Regions from separate parts of the Ovis aries genome. Here region 2 is linked to region 1. A link is a contact called in public Hi-C data. All regions are on one chromosome and are shown on one strand. The core of a region is the stretch at or near the end of the contact, and the rest is flanking DNA. Distances in the headings are between cores, read along the strand shown. Region 1 overlaps ARHGEF38 (Rho guanine nucleotide exchange factor 38). Region 2 has its middle 20 kb from the start of ARHGEF38.

What was found. A called contact is a pair of places that touch in the nucleus more often than the background predicts.
Region 2: a contact with region 1 is called in a Hi-C map of hypothalamus, with 4 times the contacts expected there. The contact joins two enhancer-like sites. A contact is called at or near these places in 3 of 16 Hi-C or Micro-C datasets (hypothalamus, liver and tail adipose tissue).

What each region holds. Positions count from the first base shown.
Region 1 is chr6:19,932,754-19,939,911 of ARS-UI_Ramb_v3.0, reverse strand. All of the region lies in intron 3 of ARHGEF38 (Rho guanine nucleotide exchange factor 38), which reads left to right. Among named protein-coding and RNA genes, the nearest start is that of ARHGEF38, 85 kb to the left of the region's middle. Within about 2 kb of position 3,606, at least 10 of the 54 cell types and tissues checked have an H3K27ac peak or open chromatin away from gene starts, as enhancers often do. A contact at or near this core is called in hypothalamus, where this site is marked.
Region 2 is chr6:20,038,386-20,045,543 of ARS-UI_Ramb_v3.0, reverse strand. No RefSeq gene overlaps it. Among named protein-coding and RNA genes, the nearest start is that of ARHGEF38, 20 kb to the right of the region's middle. Within about 2 kb of position 3,438, at least 5 of the 54 cell types and tissues checked have an H3K27ac peak or open chromatin away from gene starts, as enhancers often do. A contact at or near this core is called in hypothalamus, where this site is marked.

The DNA.
Region 1 (7,158 bases), core at 2,357-4,856:
TCCTAAAGCTGTGTCTCTTGTATGTCCCTGAAGCAGGAATCTGTGCCCTTAGCAGTGATTCTGTGAAAAGAGATTCGTCATTGACAATAATGCTGTGTGGGAGATGCCACAAAGTAGTTCACCTGAATCACTGTTCTGGTACTATTATATCGCATGCACGTGTGTGTGTGTGTGTGTGTGTGTGTGTGTGTGTGTGTGTGTGTGCGCGTGTTACTCAGAACATGGAAAGGCCTGGCCTTGTTCATCCTGATCAGTGAGGGCAGGTTTGGGAGCTTCACCCCTGCTCAGTGGGATATGTGAGGCCAGCAGGTGGACAGAGACCCAGACACAGCAGTGAAAGGTCAGGGCGTTTTATTCCAAATACTGTCGGTAACAAGAAAGCTGTCAGCTTCAGAAAGCAGGACAGAAAGAAAGGTGGAGAGGGGTGGTTCAAGGTCAAGTACACACAAATCCACAGAGGAAAGGAAAAATCAGCAGGAGGCAGTCACCAGGAGACAATGCAAAAGTTGGACCTCCGGTCTCCTGAGCCCCAGGTCTACCAGGACTTATTTCTCATAATAAAAAGAAAACCGGGAGGGCTTAGTAATAAGTTCTGTAGTTCTGTTCCCTGAGGAGAAAGTGAAGTTCTACAATGTGGAGCTGGCTCCTGGGGGTCGGTGGCTGAGTTGTGCTGTTAGCCTTGAAAGGGGTGGTGGGAAGTCAGATATTGTACAGAATACACATAGAAGTCCCAAACTTCTGTGAGTGTAAGAGTGCTGTGAGTCCCTGAACACTCTCCCAACTGTTAGGAAGCCAGAAGGAAAAGCTGTTAGCAGAGATGCCACACTTGAGGGGCACAAGAGCCTGGCAAGAATGTAGCCAGATCGGTGCCCTGACGCTGGCTCCATCACTGCTGCCTCCATGTTGGGGCAAGTCGCTTGATCAGTGAGAACCACCCTTGCCTGCCTGGAATAGAAACTTCACCAAAAGGACTTAGCTTTTTCCCTCACATAACAAGAAATCCATAACTCAATAGCCTAGAACAGAGACAGCTACTTGCTGGCTACTTCCAGCTTTTTCCTTCCCAGTACTTAACTTGTGGTATCTGGCTTCATGGCCTCAAGATGGTTACTCCACTGCCAAGCATGCTTCCTGCAGGTAATAAGAGCAAAACCATCTCCTGCTCTGGCTTTTTTCACTTGGGGGAAATAGAAAGCTTTCCCAGTGACTTCTCCTATACTTCATGATCTCATTTTGCACACACATTATTCCATCTCTGTCTGTCTCCCTCCCTCCCTCCCTCCTCTCTCTCTCTCTCTCTCTCTCTCTCTCTCTCTCTCTCTCACACACACACACACACACACACACACACACACACACACACACAGACTTAACCACCTGCACCACCAGAGACTGGGGAAAAGGTTAGTATTTTTAACTGGGTGCATTTGTGGTCCAAACAATAAAAGTTTGGAAGATGAGAGAATAGATAAGCAACTGGCAACAGAAAGCAGGTTCACTGGTTCATTTTTTCCAATGGGGATGGCCAGACCTTGGTGGCAGAGGGGAGAGACAGAGTGCGCACCTGTCTAGGACCCAAGCCCCAGGTAGGGGGGCGTGGATTCCTGTCTGTTTTGTTATTGTTGTATTACCAGCACCTAGAATTGTGTCCTCAATAAGTACTTGGTGAATGAATGAAATGAATGGCGGAGACAGTGCTCAGTATCCAGGATGCCAGTTGGTACACTGAGGGAATACAGTAATTGTCATTGCTCTTGTTGTTACCAAGTCCTCCTGTGTCATTTTCCAAGGCTGGTAGGTGGTGAAGAGAAACTAGCAGAGGCAAGCATTCTCAAGAGAGGTATTTACCAAGGTGGTCTGAGAATGGGGTCCTTAGCATTATCACTCCTGAGGAGGGAAGGTTATTGTACCTTTTCCCGACCTAGGCAGCAGAAATGTTTTAACTTTCAACTCTCAGAGAACCAATGTTTCCTTAATGTGTGAGTTGTTATAAAAATCCCAACATGGAGTTAAGGTATCCAGGAAGTCAAAAAGGTTCAGGAAGAGACCTTGAGTTATTATCAAAATAAACAGTTTTATCCTTGAGTGTTAGTGCTAGACTAATACTTAAAAAGAAAAGAAAGTGTAGTCATTCAGTCTTAGCCAACTCTGTGTGACCCCATGGACTGTAGCCCACCAGGCTCCTCTGTCCCTGGAATTCTCCAGGCAAGAATACTAGCGTGGGTTGCCATTCCCTTCGTAGGGTCTTCCCAACCCAGAGATCAAAACCAGGTCTCCCGCCTTCCAGGCAGATTCTTTACCATCTGAGTCACCAGGGAAGCCCAATTCCAATCCAGCCATCTCACTGTTCAGATGAAAAAGCTAAGAGCCTGAGTTTCTCCAAATAGCATCACTAATTCTAGACACATTTATAAGGGAGCCCTAGCTCTTCCTAATATAGGTCTTATTACATACTACATACTGTCCATCACTATTGCCTACTATTGCTCCCCAGTTTATCCTGCCCATCTGTTACACTGTCAGTGATGGAATAGCCTTTCCTTTGAGAGACCCCAGCACAATAACGACATTGTCCTCCCTAGCACTGGATGCACTGTGATCATGGGACAGGACCCCACCATCTGCTCTGGCTCCCTTCCTTTTTCTTTTTTTCATTTTATGGTCTATCAACCTCTTACTGGTCTTACCCTGTCCCCTCCTAAAACCACTTCTCTAAAATTGCTGTTACCACATCACCAGAGACCTCAGAATTGTCAAATCCAATGAACACATTTTTCTGAATTTATCATACGGTAGCACTCTTGCCTGGAAAATCCCATGGACGGAGGAGCCTGGTGGGCTGCAGTCCATGGGGTCGCGAAGAGTCGGACACGACTTCTCTTTCACTTTCATGCATTGGAGAAGGAAATGGCAACCCACTCCAGTGTTCTTGCCTGGAGAATCCCAGGGTCAGGGGAGCCTGCTGGGCTGCTGTCTATGGGGTCTCACAGAGTCGAACACAACTGAAGTGACTCAGCAGCAGCAGCAGCACTTGTGAAAATTTTTAACCGAGTAATTGCTAACATCAGAAGAGAAATTTCATGAGCCCCAGGGAATGTGGAGTTCCAACCTGAAGCCACAGCCACAGGCATGAAATAATTTGAAATCTCATTTTATCTTAAGAATTCAAGTAAATTTTCCATGCTATCCTTTCACATGAAAATAATTTTTTTTCCTTCAAATATCTTTATACAATTGATACTCAAGGGACATGCTTGTTTGAATCCTGTGGCTGCACATTCCACCTGGCACTTGGGTTTGGATTTCATAACCCTAACTAGCATCCCTGGAGTATCTCTCAGCAGTCAGTGTTATCCCCAGGCGAGGCAGGAACTGAATGAGACGAAAGGCAAAGGATAGTGGCTTCTATAAGCTGCATTTACTCTCCAACCTCTTCCTTCTCGCCTCCCTCCTCATTTTGCCTTCCCCTGGAGAACAGAGGAGGCTCAGAATAAAAGGAATAAAACATATACACCTGGCATTTGGGCTGGCTGAACTGCAGCCTTGTTTAGTCCCAGTGGCTGGGCTCCTATCCAGGGAGGACAGCAGACCACGAGAAATTCTCCCAGTCAGTCTGGTGCAAGCTGCCAGGAAAGCTTTTTCATCTGGGGATGGCATATTCACTCACCCAGGAAGTGACATTCAGAGGCCTGTATTATCTTGCTCAGATCTCAGAACTTCTTTTCTGGAAGGGGGTCATACTCCATCCTCGGAGCAGTCCTACTCCCGTCTCTGTACTCTGAATGCTCTGTCCTGACAATCAGGTTTTACTCAGAACTGGAGAACTGCCTTTTGGGATAGATCTTAGATCGCAGTTTATGCTTGAGAATTTTTCCTTCCCGTTTCATTGAGATATAATTGATATATTGCACTGTATAGGTTTAAGGTGTATTGCATAATGATTTCGTTTACATACATCAAGAAGTGATTATCACAGTGAGTTTACAGACCACCCATCCTCTTATCTAAACACAAAAATAAAGAACAAAACCTTACCAGCTCAAATAAGATGTGTGCGTGCTAAGTTGCTCAGTCATGTCCAACTCTGCAATGTCATGGACTGTAGCCTGACAGGCTCCTCTGTCCATGGATTCTCCAGGCAAGAGTACTGGAGTGGGTTGCCATGCCCTCCTCCAGGGGATCTTCCCAACCCAGGGATTGAACCCAGGTCTCCCGCATTGCAGACAGATTCTTTGCCAACTGAGCCACAAGGGAAGCCCAAGAATACTGGAGTGGATAGCCTATCCCTTCTCCAGGGGATCTGTCCAACCCAAGAATCAAACCAGGGTCTCCTGCATTGCAGGAGGATTACCGGCGGAGCTACCAGGAAAGCCCTAATCTCTTTTCTAGATCTTCTATTTCCTGAATCCCAGACTCATATTGCAATTCCATAAAGGGCTCTTCACTTTAATATACTATGGGTGACTCAAAGTCAATACTTCTAAAATTAAACTTGTTGTCTTCCCATAAAAACACCCTCTTTATCTTATCATCATTGTCTATCCACATGTTTACTGAAACCGCTTCCTGAGATATGCCTGGAGTTATCCTCTTCTCTCTTACAAGGTCAATGTATGTTTTTTCTTCTCTCTTCTTCATCCTCCCTGATTTTGCTCTCATGGTTATAACTAATATCTAATGAACATTTGCACATGCCAAGATAGACACATTACATATTTTAACTCATTGAATCATTAAACAACCCTACCATTATGATTATTTCCTACTACAGATGAGGAAATTAAGAAACAGAAAAATCAGGTAATTTTCCCAAATGTCACATGAGTAAATGGTAAAACCAGAATCTGATACCAGGCAATTGATTTGCGAGCATTCTCTCAACCGCTGTAACATTCTACTTTAGCCTCATTATTTATTTCTTGTATAGTTATAGAAGCCTCTCAATTGGTTTCTCTTTTCCTATCTCCCTAACTCCTCCCTCAAATTCCATTGTTCAGATAACTAACTCCCACAGTAAACTTTCTAAAATACAGTCTCATCATGTAAATCTGCTGCCTAAACTCCATCAGTGCTTCTCCATGACCTTCAGGTTAAAGTTCCAGCTTCTTAATGATGCACAAAGTCTTCCATGGTCTGGCCCCTGCCTACCTATATAGCTTCTGCTGAAACCTCCCCCCAGGTATGGCACCAGCCAGCCAACTGAGATCACTTGCAGTTTCTGAGCAGAACTTGCTTCCTCCATGCGTCTCTGTGCTTCTGTACTTGCTCATAGCTCCTACTTCAAGGGTAGACTCTTAAGGAAAGAGTTCAGTTTCTCAAGAGCAGAATGGCTCACCCTCTGTATTTATAGTTACTGTCATTCTTTTCCCATAGCATGCTAAATGGGGTTTACTCTTCTCTATCCTTTGCTGACCTTCGTAAGTCCCTTGAGGGAAGTGTTGATTCTTTTTCTCTGCAGACCTACCAAAGTACTTAGGGCATGCTGGTCACTCACTGGCTTTCCCAGGTAGCACAGTGATAAGGAATCCACTGCCAAAGAGCAGGAGATGCAAGAGACCCCGGTTCCATCCCTGAGTCGGGAAAATCCCCTGGAGGAGGAAATGGCAACCCGCTCCAGTATTCTTGCCTGGAAAATCCCATGGACAGAGAAGCTTGGTGGGCTACAGTCCATGGGGTCGCAAAGAGTCAGACATGACTGAGCATGCACCACCACAGGCACTCATTAAATGGCTATCAAATTAGGATGAACTAAATAAAGACTATAACTGCTTCGTTTCCTTTTATGCCATTTTCCTAAACAAGGCCTCTGATAGTCTTTTCGGGCATCATTGGTTTCACCCCAGATCACCTACCTGCAAGGGAAGTTCATCTAGAAATGGGGTCAGCATAATACATCTTAGGGATGGACATGAGAGTCTGGAGGTAAAGAAGAGGTGGGCCAAGAAGAAAAACATGAATATATCTACATTAATGAAGGGAGCAATGTGCCCCACAGGATAGTGAGGCCAGGACATAAAATGTGTTCAATAATCCTGAGAGTTGTTCTTAACGGAGATAAGTAAGTGCATTTTTAAAAGTGCATTTTCTTCCTCCTTTTGCATGGCAGTTATTCTGAGGGGAAGCCAGTGTAGAAAGTCTTGGGATGCAGAATTTTTTAAAAAGAAGCACACAATAGTTATATTTATTTCATAGGATTCTGGTGCTTTTGTGACAGATATCCAGGAGGGAAATTACCTTCGCCGATCTTGGCTCAGTCCCTTCTCCACTCTTAATCATCCCTTCAAACTCACATACAGTAGCAGAGCAGTTGTCCTTCACCACTGAAGAAACGCAGCCCAGAGTTACGTTACCGTGGAAACAGAATCTTTTTTTTTTTTTTTTTTTTTTGCTGCAAGACACGTCGCTTCATCTGCACTATTATGAAGCAGAATACATTGGTAGGGCTGGGAGGGGAATCAAATATTCTGCCCGCCAGTATTGTGCTTGGCCTCTGGGTGAATAGATGACTTTCAATTAGAGCGCTTAAATATCTTTTAACCTTAATCATTGTTATTAGAGGCCCAACAGAATTTTACTTGGAAAAGAGTAAAAAATTCAACTCTGCTGTTCAGGAGAGAGCTATAAATTTTTTCAAGCTAGAACATTTCTCTTAAAGAAAATACAAGAGAATTTACAATTAATGGTTTCATTGTGTGTAAAATAAATGCCTTTGTCCTTTGTGTTTTGACTTTCTGACTTGATCCCATTGTGGATTTATGAGATGGTCCAGACCTCTCTCTTCCTTTGTCTCTACTCTAAGCTGCTTTGTAGTGAACATACATATTTACAATTTTCTCTGGCATTGGGCTGCAGGTATTCAGGTTCACCCTTTCTGACTTACTGCCAAGCCCATCTGAGCCTTGACTCCCTAGCCCAGCCAAAGCCCTCGCTCCCATTTGCTGCCTGCTGCAGTGACTGGAAGGCTTGCCTTTTTGCCTTTTTTTATGCCCAACCCTAAATTTAGCCACTGTCCTATTTTATTCTCTCCTCTTTTAACTACTCTCTTTTCTTACTATTTGTGTTGCTAACTGTAGTGAAGGGTGAATCTACAAGACCTTCACTGGCAAGAGGATCAATTCAGTAAAATCCCAAAAATCTAATAAGAAGCCCTCATCCCTT
Region 2 (7,158 bases), core at 2,189-4,688, 110 kb before region 1:
GATATCATATCTTATTTATGCTGCCATTTATTAGTGGAGATTTGCATTGGTTCCAGTTTTCATTATTAAATGATACTTCAATAAATGACTCTGTTTAGGTCTTCTGTGAGAGCTTTGCTATGATAATAGGCCTAAACAAGAAACTGATGGTCAAAGGGTACCCACATTTGAAAGTGTACTGTATACTGGATATTGCCGAACTCCTTTCTTTCCAAAATGGCTGAAAACTTTCAGATTTTTATGTATTTTAAAATTACTTTCCAAAATAGTTGTACCAATGTATACTTTAATCAATAACCTGAAAAGATAATCATTTATCCACATCACTGCTAAAACTTGGAATTGTTAGAAGTTTTATATTTTTGCTAATCTGATGGATGTGAAATCATTATTATTGTTTTAATATTTTTGCCCAAATTACTAGTAACAATGCAATCTTTTTATGTATTTAATCATCAGTATGCTTTCTACTATTTCAAGGACTAACCTGCTCAAATTCATTGCCTATTGCCAACTCTGGATTGGAAGGGGCTAGATTTTTTACTCTTTTTTCTACTTTATATGTAATAATTTATTAAGTATGTTTGATATGAATCCTTTATTTTTTATGTTGTGAATATATTCTCCTTGTCTGATAATTAACTTTTCAGTCAGTCAGTCAGTCAGTTCAGTTGCTCAGTCGTGTCCTACTCTTTGCAACCCTGTGGACTGCAGCACGCCAGGCCTCCCTGTCCATCACCAACTCCCAGGGTTTACTCATACTCATGTCAGTTGAGTCAGTGATGCCATCCAACCATCTCAACCAAAGTTGTTCAATATGTGGCTTATAAATACAAAACATATTAACAGAAACAACTGCCACCATGTATACACCTGGGTAATGAATAGATGAAAAACAACATATAGGTAAAGAATAGCCAATCAAAATGTTGTTCATGAAATATTTGGTAACATGGGAAATTGGATATGCTTTAGCACTAATTACATATATATATATACAAATATAGAACAAGTTCCTGGAGTTGGTGATGGACAGGGAAGCTGGCGTGCTGCAGTCCATGGGGCCACAAAGAGTCGGGCATGACTGAGTGACTGAAATGACTGACTTGATACATATATAGAAAATATGTCTGAAATAGTATATCAATGAAAATTTATATAACGATAATAGATGTACAATGATAACCATGATTTTTAAAATGATGCCAAAATTAAGAAGTAGCTTCTGGGCAAATATCAAACCCAACCACTCTCAGTAAAACATGTTCTAAAGATACAATTGAAAGTGTGACTTTAAAGCCTTCTGGTGAAACCTCAGAAAACTCTAAGGGGAATATTTTTGTTGAACATAGGCTTTTAAGAAGCACATAGTATTATTCTTAGGCCATCTTAGCAGAAGTCTAAGGTAGAGAAGGATTTATCTTAAAAAGATTTGTGTGTGTGACTTTTGTTTAATGAGCTAAATTTCAATGAGATTCATGAAAGACAAAAAAAAATTTTAAGAGACTTACATTGCAGAAGCATCACCTGTCTGGGTGACAAAGGTTAGAAATAGCACAGAATGAAAACAGGCCTTACATTATCTCAGATTTATAGAGAAATGTAGTATCTCATGCGTTGCTGTTGTTCAGTCACCAAGCCATGTCTGACTCTTCTCGACTCCGTGGGCTACAGCCCACCAGGCTTCCCTGTCCCTCACAATATCTCATACATATTAAAATGTAAAGGGATTCTATAAAAGGTGTTGAAATGAATTCTCTAAAATATCACTACTGTTTCTGGATGGTGGGACCTTGGGATGATGCCTTCTATCTCCTTATGCTAATCAGTACTTCTCAAATTTTCCATGAGTGTGAGTTATATTGCTTATCCTTCTAAAAACGCATAGAAACAAACTAACAGGAATGAAGGAAGCCAAAACAAGATCAAATGGTTATTAACCTCCCCATGTGTCTAGCAGACATGTCTTCCCCCCTTTTCATGCCTCCTCAGTGTCTGCTAGACACATGGGGAGGTTAATAACCATTTCCCCTCCTTGTTATTGGGCTTCCCTGGTGACTCAGATGGTGAAGAATCTGCCTGCAATGAGGGAGACCCAGGTTTGATCCCTGGGTCAGGAAGATCCCCTGGAGTTGGAAATGGCAACCCACTCTAGTATGCTTGTCTGGAGAATTCTGTGGACAGAGGATCCTGGCAGGCTATATCTATGGGGTCGCAAAGAGTTGAACACATCAGAGCGACTAACACACAGTCCTAGTCATTGTTGTGTTTTACTCCCTTTCCTTGATAAGCTTCTCAAATGTGTGGATTATATTTATCCTGAAGTTGTTTCTTACAATTATTTCTTTAAACCTCTGAAATCTAGCTCATGTCACTCTACTCTTCTGAAAATGATCTTCAATCATCACCAATCACAGACTGCTGTTCAATGAACATTCTCTCAATCTGTGGTACTGTAACCCCCTTCTTACAAAAGTTGAAAAGCACTTAGAATATGGAGGAAAAACTGCATCAGGGGAGTAAATATGATCTTGTTTTAGAAAAATAACTCTGTTGTCCTTTGTGAGGTAAAGGGAACACAGTTGTAGAAGAATTACCATTTGCACTTCCTTTTTTGGGAGATGTCTATTCATGATCTTTGCCCACATTTTATTACTGAGGGGTTGTCGTTGTTAAGTTGCTAAGTCATGCGGGACTCTTTTGTGATGTCCTTTTTATCAGTTTCTTGAATTCTTGCCAGTAAGATATGATTAATGATCTTAACTCTTTCATATTTGTGATTTTCTCATTTGCCTTATGATTTTATTTTTGCATTTTTGAGTCTTTGTTTTTGTTATAAATATATGTTCCATATAACAAACTCAAACACAGACATGCATAAAACACAAAGCAGAGGACAGGATAACTTGGTGTGAAAAAATCATCCTAAACTAATCCTTCCCCCCTTTTCACGCCTCCTCAGTTTGTTTACAGCATTGTTTAAGATCATGTGTGTATCAGCGTGCTTTCAATAGAGATTTTCATTTCTCCAGGATGGCCTGGTGTTTTGGATTGGAAGGAGAAGAGAAGGGAAGGCTTGGTGCCTCTACTGAACCCCTAGTGTCCTTTCTGCCTGAAATCTGAGTGGAAATAGTACTGATCTAGAACTTCCATGGAAAGTATGGCAAAATATTTTGGTGACTAAAGAAACACTATGAAATGACTCTTTGTTTCAGACTTGATTTGTCAAGTCATCTATGAAAACAAATCGCAAAACCATTAAAAAGCATTAGGGAAAGCTATATTAACGTAGCTTTATTAATACGAGTTCCTCTGCAAACACAAACCCACCAGACAGCTGTTTCCACAAGAAAGCACTAATGAGTCTTCTAGTACTGGTCTCTACAGTTCTATATAACGCATTGTTCACTGCAATCAAGGGAACACTCTAAAGCTTGGCAGGCACACAAAGACAGATATTTTGGCTGCTAGTATTTGCTGATCTTTGTTTCCTTTGAGAGAGGGAAGAAAGGGAAACAAATTTGTCCAAAGGAACCAGATATACAATTTTTATTTTACCTAGGTTTAAAACCTCCATGAATTTGCTACTGTGATGAATTTCGTTTATATTGTTGAGGTTTGTATTTTGTCTACTTAACTGAGCAGATTGTTTATCAGGTCCCTGAACACAGACAATGAGAGTCATTGCAGTCTGCTTTTAAGACTACAGATATAGAACTCTCTCCCTCCCTTTCTTTCTTCCCCTTCAGGGAAAAAAAGTCCAGGAGCCCTGGCAATAAATTCTCCTAACCTTCTCCCCTTATCCCAGAACAGAAAATATAGCTTCTTTGTGGAGATGGTAGACTTTGCCATTCACTTATTCATTTATTCTTTAAACATTTATAAAATAACATTTATATAAGCTCTCCTTTAGTCACCAGAGATGCAGAGATGAATAGAATACAGGCCTTACCTTGAGTCCCTGCCAGAGGACAAGTCAGAGCTACAAAATATTATTGCCAGTGAGGTCAAATTACAATACACGAAGAAAAGAGCCAGGATTTGTAGAAAGTGGCTAAGAGAACTCACACATAGAATCACCACATAGACATGGGAGATGATGTTACAGCTGCATGGAGATTTAGGAGGCTGAAAAGCGTTGCCTAGGTAGACAAGGCAGGGACAATATTCTAGAAGAAGAAAAGAATGAATGAAGCAGCAAAGATTATTTCCCCTTTTTTGCTTTCTCTATCCTCTCACTCGGTAAACTCTTTCTTGCCACTTTCTTTCATTCCCTTCATTTAAAAAAAGCTGACCCATCAAACAACAGGAATTAAGTTTAATGTATATGAAACTTCTCAAAATGCTCAAAGGAAGGATGCCCTGGAACTATAAATATATTCAAATAATTTACAAAATATCATTATGTTAATGAATTAGTGTTTCTGGAATCATATTTTAATTTTATGCAAAATATTTCTAGTCTATGGAAAGGAAAAAAAGAGTGTGTACACAAAGATTTATGTGCAGGGACGTTTAATGTTACATCATTTATAATAAAAAACGGGAATATCCAAGTTCTAACTTGAGACAACTAGTTATATAAATTATACATATTAATATGACACAGAGAGATGCTCATTACATTTTCTTAATTGAAATAGTTACAAAAATCTGCAAAAAATGGTCTCATATTTGTATCAGTTCAGTTCAGTTTAGTCGCTCAGCCATGTCCAACCCTTTACAAACCCATGGACTGCAGCATACCAGGCTTCCCTGTCCACCACCAGTTCCTGAAGCTTGCCCAAACTCATGTCCATTGAGTCAGTGATGCCATCCAATCATCTCATCCTCTGTCGTCCCCTTCTCCTCCTGCCTTTAATCTTTCCCAGTATCAGGGTCTTTTCCAATGAGTCAGTTCTTCACATCAGGCGGCCAAAGTATTGGAGTTTCAGCTTCAGCATCAGTCCTCCAAAGAACATTCAGGACTGATTTCCCTTAGGATGGACTGGTTGGATCTCCTTGCAGTCCAAGGGACTTTGAAGAGTCATATTTGTACAGAAATGCATAAAAGAGAAATTGCACAAAGGATGTACTGTCTGTGAAAGAAATACTTTTATTTCCAGGTCCTGGAGTTGCAGTTAATTTTTATTATCTCTTTCTGTGTTTTCAGTACTGTCTATAATAAACGTGTCTCATTTTATAATCATAAGAAAAATCATAATAAATTTCAACAGCAGGGGTTGGGTCAAATAATAGTTTAATGGACTTACAGAATTTTAACTCGAATCTTTGCTTTCTGAATGAAATATCAAAGGGAAATAAACACCAGGAACATCTGCTTGTCTTGTAAAGGAGAACTGGGACATTGGGTTTTAATCGATTGGATAAACATTTGAAAAAACTAAGTGGAAACTGTTATTCAGATTCAAACACTTTGCTTGCAAACAAAATTTCAAATATTTTTCTGTCTTCAACTTTAAGTAAAAAAAACTTAAAAGCATAGCACATATTTTGAATTAAGCCTGTTCACCTTCAGATGAACTTCAAGATATAATTTTAAAACATATCCTTTAAAAGATAATTAAGATTGAATTATTACTGGCTTAAAGAGTATTCTTTTTGTATACTACAGTTTAGCAGCCAGATACAGATTAGTATTTATCAATCCAAGGTGACCTTTGCTCTGTCAATAACATTGCTTGGAAATGAACTCTCAAAATTTGTCTTTCTTAGCACCTGTTCTGATTTTTAAAGTAAAGTTCTAGCATTGTAAAAGCTATTTTCTTCTTTCACAGATGACAAATATGTCATCAGTGAGGTTGTGATGTATTGATTTGTTGAAAATCATAGTAATAATTATATTTCCTTGTCATTAACTATATGCCAGTGTCACAGAGGTGGTGAGGGAGGTATAATTATGAGAATTTAACTGGGCCAAAAGTTATGACCAACCTAGATAGCATATTGAAAAGCAGAGACATTACTTTGCCAACAAAGGTCCGTCTAGTCAAGGCTATGGTTTTTCCAGTGGTCATGTATGGATGTGAGAGTTGGACTGTGAAGAAAGCTGAGTGCCGAAGAATTGATGCTTTTGAACTGTGGTGTTGGAGAAGACTCTTGAGAGTCCCTTGGCCTGCAAGGAGATCCAACCAGTCCATTCTAAAGGAGATCAGTCCTGGGATTTCTTTGGAGGGAATGATGCTGAAGCTGAAACTCCAGTACTTTGGCCACCTCATGCGAAGAGTTGACTCATTGGAAAAGACTCTGATGCTGGGAGGGATTGGGGGCAGGAGGAGAAGGGGCCGACAGAGGATGAGATGGCTGAACGGCATCACTGACTCGGTGGACACAAGTCTGAGTGAACTCCGGGAGTTGGTGATGGACAGGGAGGCCTGGCGTGTTGCAATTCATGGGGTCACAAAGAGTCCGACATGACTGAGCGACTGAACTGAACTGAACTGAACTGGGCCAAAATAATTAGAATGTAATTTCTTTAAAAGATAAGTATTTTTTCAATAATGTTACATGTATATGGCATAATAGTTAGAAATTTATACCTGAGTTTGGATTCTGACTCCATAACTTACCGTTTATAATGTTGGTAAATTACTTAAACTCTCTAACCTTAATTTTACTCTTTGTACATCAAGAGTCATTGTATCTATCTCATGAGGTTCTTGTGAGAATTAAGTGCCAGGATCCATGAGAAGTACCTTGCTTATAGCTTGCACACACTGAGCACTCAATAAATCCTAGCTAGTGATATGTTTCCATAGCATTCTTGACACAAAACACAGATAGAAGCATAAAGCACCTCTGTTTATGTTTTGAATCTCTTTTATTCAATTGCATGCTTACAGGATACCTTTTCTCATTCTCTGGTATGCAACGTACTAAACAGAAAAGGTAAGACATTAACTTTCTCTGGCAAGTGTTGAAAGCTCTTGTGATTTTCCTCATGTAGTTGTTCTTAGATTTAGGCTAAAAGATTTTAAATCGTCAAACTGTCCAAACTGAACTAACTCAATGTGGGACAGTTCTGAATATGACATACAGGGTTCTGAGAATGTGCTCGTGGATCCTGCAACAATGAAATGTTTTCCACTTATTAAAAAACAAAACTATAGTCTGCCTTATAGATCCATTCTATTCTTCCATTTGTTTAACATGTTGGAT